Linked DNA regions of Zea mays: region 2 is linked to region 1. The links are chromatin contacts, called in public Hi-C maps. All regions are on one chromosome and are shown on one strand. The core of a region is the stretch at or near the end of the contact, and the rest is flanking DNA. Distances in the headings are between cores, read along the strand shown.

Evidence for each region. A called contact is a pair of places that touch in the nucleus more often than the background predicts.
Region 2: a contact with region 1 is called in a Hi-C map of endosperm, with 2.3 times the contacts expected there. The contact joins the promoter of LOC103635013 here to the promoter of LOC100279184 in region 1. A contact is called at or near these places in 2 of 25 Hi-C or Micro-C datasets (endosperm and tassel).

The regions. Positions count from the first base shown.
Region 1 is chr8:29,067,513-29,070,308 of Zm-B73-REFERENCE-NAM-5.0, forward strand. It overlaps LOC100279184 (Putative VHS/GAT domain containing family protein), which reads left to right and starts at 1,364. Exons shown (of 10, transcript NM_001349010.1): 1 at 1,364-1,865; 2 at 2,750-2,796. The coding sequence starts at 1,765. LOC100279318 (eukaryotic translation initiation factor 3 subunit 6-interacting protein) reads right to left here and starts at 999. Exons shown (of 7, transcript NM_001152339.1): 1 at 397-999; 2 at 1-276. The coding sequence starts at 930.
Region 2 is chr8:29,487,737-29,490,532 of Zm-B73-REFERENCE-NAM-5.0, forward strand. LOC103635013 (tRNase Z TRZ3, mitochondrial) reads left to right here and starts at 1,462. Exons shown (of 12, transcript XM_008657582.4): 1 at 1,462-1,944; 2 at 2,569-2,658. The coding sequence starts at 1,606.

The sequences.
Region 1 (2,796 bases), core at 114-2,613:
GATGACAATGCTGTAGACCCCTTGCTGGTTGAGGTCGATGGGACCGAGGCACTTGAGGCCAGTGTGGTAATCCCCAAGGAGGCAGTGTATCCTGAGGAGGCCAATCATGCTGTAGTAGCCGAGCACCTTGAGCACGTTGCTCCCGCCCTCGTAGTCGTAGCCATCGGTGGCGGTGAACTGCTCCAGGCCCTCCTTCTCCCTCTCGAGGATCTGTGTGATCATGGACTTCTCGACCAGCGCCTGCAGGTAGTTGAGGACCCCGTACACGTTCCACGCCTGCAGGTACGTTTGATTTAGGGAGAGCAGAGCCGTGATTCACTGCCATTTTTTGGGCATTTGTTGGAGTCATGCACCTGGCAAGAAAGGGAAAGGGAAGACAAGACAAGTACTAGCAACCTTGTCGAACTGCTTGAGCTGGTTGAGCTCGTCCTCCGTCTTGGTCTTGAGCTTGGCGCGGTATTGGCAGCAGCTCTGGAACTGGTAGACAAACTCGTCGACCATGTCCCAGAGCCACTGGTTGGGCAGCTGCATGTTGACGACGCCGTGAAGGACGACTCTGAAGAGGTCGCAGTAGTTGGTCCAGGACTCGGCGCGGTGCGCGGCAGTGAGCGGAGAGAGGCGGGCGTGGGCGTGGCGGTACCAGAGCTCGCGGTAGAGGAGGAGGAAGACGGGATCGCCGTCGCAGTAGGGTGCGACGGCCTCCGCGGAGGGCCAGGGAGCGTCGCGGAAGAGGCGGTCGGAGAGGCGCTGGAAGCCGCCCTCGTACATCTGGTGGATCTCGTAGACGTTCTTGTCCCGGATGTGGCGGTACAGGTGCACCACGAAGGTCTTGACGGAGTCCGGCACGTAGCTGGGATCGTAAGCGTCCACCGCGTGCGGCGGCGCCGACGGCTGCAGACCGTCCTCCCGGTCGTAGGGGGCCGCCGCCATGGCTGGGGAACTGGGGAGGCAGGGGGGTTCAACCGTTCAAGGTCCGGTGGCGCGCGGTGGGATGAAGCCCTATTGTTTTGCTTGCCTGGCTCTTGGCTGGGTGTTGTGTCAGTGTGTGTGTGTGAGAGAGATGGGAGCTTTGCGGCTGCTTGCTACGTGGGCCGTAGGGTGAGGCGTGGGCCTACTTACTGGCGCCTTTTGCAGGTTGGGCCGGCCTGCGAGGTGCATTTGGTGGGTTTGGGTTGGCGCAAGCCGCGAGGGAAGGGAGGGCCGGGCGGCTGCCGGGTCGCCGTCGAGGCGTCCTCCCTCCCGAGTCCCACGAGCACGGAGCACCGGCCTCCGGTTCAGATTCGGTGACACGCACGGCACGGACGAACCCAACGGGGCACTGCTCACGGGAAAGAGAGAGGATTCCTCCGCCGCGTCCGCGTTGGACTGGACAGCTCACGCCGCTGCGAAAGCAACCAGCCAGAGCCAGATCCGTCGGTTCCAACGAAACATCCATTCACGCCCGCCACCGGCATCCCCATCTCCGATCCGCCGCAGCCGCAGTCGCAGGCACGTCCTCCTCTCCGGCCACCCGGAGCGCGGCAGCCAGCGAGCGAGCCACTGTGGTCGCCGTGCAGGTACCTAATTTTTGCAGCCCCCACAAAGTCAGAGGGTGGGGGCAAAAAAGAAAGGGGGAAGACAGTCACAGAGAGGTGCGCGGCCAACTTGCCTGGTGCGGGTGGTTTCGGGCACGGGCGAGCGCCATCCGCTCGCTGCCGATCCCAATCCGGCCAGCAGCGGCCGCCCCGCCACCGGGCCTCCCTCCGACCGTTCCCCCCGCCCGCCATGGCTGGTTCCATGGTGGACCGCGCCACCAGAGACATGCTCATCGGCCCGGACTGGGCTAAGAACATGGAGATCTGCGACATCTGCAACCGCGACCCCGGGTACGGACCCCCTCTCCCGCTACCCTGACCTGTCTCGGATTCGGGCTGCTCCCGCCATCAGATTCCCTCCCTATCCCCGCGAGATTCTCAATCGCGCCTGCGATCAGTTGTGGTTTTACGCGCTCACCCTTCTCGGAGTTAGGTTCCAACTAGAGGGGGTCCAGGCTGCTCGAATTGAGCTACCCGCCACATGCGTCTCTGCCAGGATCATCATTTCTGACTCTGCAATGTACCTGCCTTGCTCCGTTTGCATTCTCACGTCGTGTAGTCATTTTTTTAAACTGTTAGTAGTCTCCGATCGCACAGTAGAGGTGGGGGGGGGGGGGGGGGGGGGGGGGGGCTTCATTGGGTCATCATTGTTCAAATCATAATTGAGCAATCCCTGGTTTGGAAATAACTGTCCATGCTCCATTTGCTGATTAGGTCGTGTGGCAAAAGGGAATGCTACACGAGAGGGGCCCTTACTGTATCCTAACTAGGTGCTGTAACATACTTTTCCTGATCAATCACAGCGCGCTGCATCTATGAGGGAAAATATCCACAGACGATTTTACAAATGGCAAAAAAAAAAATAGAGGTAGACCAGTGGGAATATGGGGAAGATACTGTATTCTGGTTTCCATATTTTCAGTCCAAATGTTTTGATTCCGCATATGACAATATATTTGAGTATCTGAATCTGCTGGCAAATGATGCACTTTGTTTTTATTTGGTTCATGGCCAAGAATTGGGACTGAATATCAAACATTCTACTGGACTGAAATGATATAGCTTGCACTAGGTTGCTCATGTTCATTTCGTTTCTGCTGAAACAGAAGCCCATTTAATTTGCTTTGCCCTGCTGTCATTCTGTTATTGATTGTCCATATCTATGCTTGTAACAGGCAATCAAAAGATGTCGTCAAGGCACTAAAGAAACGGATTGGCCACA
Region 2 (2,796 bases), core at 212-2,711, 420 kb after region 1:
AAATCCTCCACCATTCCCATCAAATCTAACTCGATAACCTCCCAACATGACATGTAAAAAGGTAAATTAAACCCATTTGGGTTTGACGTTGAGTCCATTTTCATGTCAAAGACTATCCTTTTAACTTACTCCTTGGTCTATTGATCCTTCTACTCTCATCCCACACTAGTTCGCTGAGATAGATATTTATGGTTTCTTGTCTTCCAAACTGCATCACATTAGATCGAAAGTACCACTAAATTGTCTTCAGTGGATTGTATAAAATAGGAGACACATGACACTGTTTATAAAAATAAAGTTTAAAATACAGGATACGTGAGCGGCTGAAGGCGATCTAATAGCGTTTGGTTGAAGAGCCAAGTAGAACGGAGCCGTTCTGTCCCACTTTTGTTGTTGTTTGGTTACAAAGTAACTAGAACGTAGTGGCTCCAATTAGGGAATATTCTCCTTAGATCTGGAACCATCCCACTCCAAAAAATCAATGGGACGAAGCCGCTCCGTTCCCAGCCCGCTCGCATAGCTCGTCCTCCCTTCCATGCGCAGCAGCTCGCACGCCTCCCTCTGCAACCAAACAAAAAACAGAGCCGCTCTGTTCCAGTTCACTCTGCAACCAAACAAAAAACAGAGACACTCCGTTCTAGCTTACCAAACACAGAACATAGCGGCTCCGTTCCTAGAATCAGAGATGGAACGGCTCCGTTCTACTTGACTCCTCAATCAAACACTAGCTAAGAACATAGAGTTGAGCCGTGCTAGTGTTGTTGTTTTGCGGGATCAGACTTTGGACCATCTAGAAAGTATAGTTCATGTGGCCATCTATAAACCGAGGTTTGATGGGATGGTCTGCAGACTGCATGAGGAGTATAGTTCGTGTGGCCATCTATAAACCGAGGTTTGATGGGATGGTCTGCAGACTGCAAGAGGCAAAAAGATATGAGAAAAAAAGAAACCTAAACTACCTGTGTCTCCTGCGTGATGGTGGTGCCGTGGTTAGGGGTGGATATCGAGTTGGCTCGGCTCGGCTCGGCTCGACTCGACTCGAGCTGGCTCGTTAAGATAATAAGTTGGCTCGGCTCGACTCGTTATGTTAACGAGCTAAAGATCTAGCTCGACTCGACTCGTTTGCCAACTCGAGCTAGCTCGTTTAGCTCGCGAGCCAGCTCGATAATATCATATCTAGTGTCTACGAACGGATATAAAAACATGTAGCAAAAGAAAAAGAGGAGATCTATTTAGAAAAAAAGAATAGAGTTTGTAACTTAAGATTCCACACTCAACAAAGAACAAGATTAACTATAGTAGAGTACAAGATTAACTATTTTGGATTAGAGATTATTGTGATTTGACTAATTACTCTAACTCATTTGGCTCGCGAGTCAGTTCGAGCTGGCTCGTTATCATAACGAGTTGAAATACAAGCCCATCTCGTTACAAATTATAAACGAGTCGAGTCGAGCTACTATCGAGTCGAGTGGATCGAGTTAACGACGTACGAGTTTTTCGTCGAGCCTAGCCGTGGTGCCCTCTCGCGCGGGTCGCGGCCCCCCAAACCCCGCCCGCCGCCGCCGAAATAAAACCGGCACACCTCTGTAGCACGCGCGAGCCATGCCGCAGGTGGCCGCCCCTCTCCGCCTCCTCCTCCCCCTCTCCCAAACCCTAGCAGCCCCCGCGCCTCTCCTCCACCACTCGCGCCGCCTCCTCTCCTCCTGCCCTGCTTCATTAAGCCGCGCCGCTGGCCTCCGCGCCCTCGCCTACCGCCGCCGCCGGCACACCGAACCTCGCCGCGGGACCAGCACGCTCGGGAAGGCTCCCGCCAAGGAGGAGATGGACAAGGAGGTGGCTTTCAACAGGAAGCGGGCCGAGGGGAAGGACGGAGGGAAGCGCGGCAGCATGGAGCTCAAGACCCGCAGGCTCAACCCCGTCAACACCACATGCTACGTGCAGGTGAGGGCATCACTGACTTGTGGATTCTTTCTGCTTGGCGCCATTTTACGTCAACTTTCTGATTCAAATCACTAGTATACCTAGTTTGGGGTTTATTCGAGGAGAGATTGGACCATGTGTGCAATTATAAATACCGTGGATTAGTAGTTCCAGAGGCCACATTTGCGTCTGTTAGCCTAACATTGCTAGGCATGAACCAGATACAATCCCAAACTGTTCTCATGGGAAGAGTAGAGGTAGCATACAAAGAATCCAAAGCCAAACCATAGGCCATCTAGTATTTAACTTATTTTTTGGTAAACAACTATCATTATTTAAACGTATTCTGTTGAATGGTGCAGAATTTACAACAAAGATACATCATCGACACACTCAGTCAATAATAACCATAAAAATCCACCCTAATCTCTGAGATTATATTGTAATAATGTGTAAAATATGCACTCAATAACCCCAGCTGCTGGCCTGGCCTTATGCAGCTGTCCCATTGGTGAATCACTGCATTGGTTGAACCAAATAATTAGTGTGGGGGCAATTTCTTCCCTTGAACTAGTTCATGAGTGCAGGAACTGTTGTTCTTTTGGTTTTCATTCAATCTCACTCCCCTTTGTTATTCCTGCGCAGATACTTGGTACAGGAATGGACACACAGGACACTTCACCTTCTATTCTACTATTCTTTGACAAACAAAGGTTTATTTTTAATGCGGGCGAGGTAGGTTCTGCTGTGATCTGGTTCCTATAATTTTTTCAGAACAAGCTAATAATTGGTTGTTGCCTAAAAAATAGCACACAATTGTAGTTAGCTGAAAAGAGAATTTTATTTGTTTCTCTTTTGTGAGGTGTTGCAGAA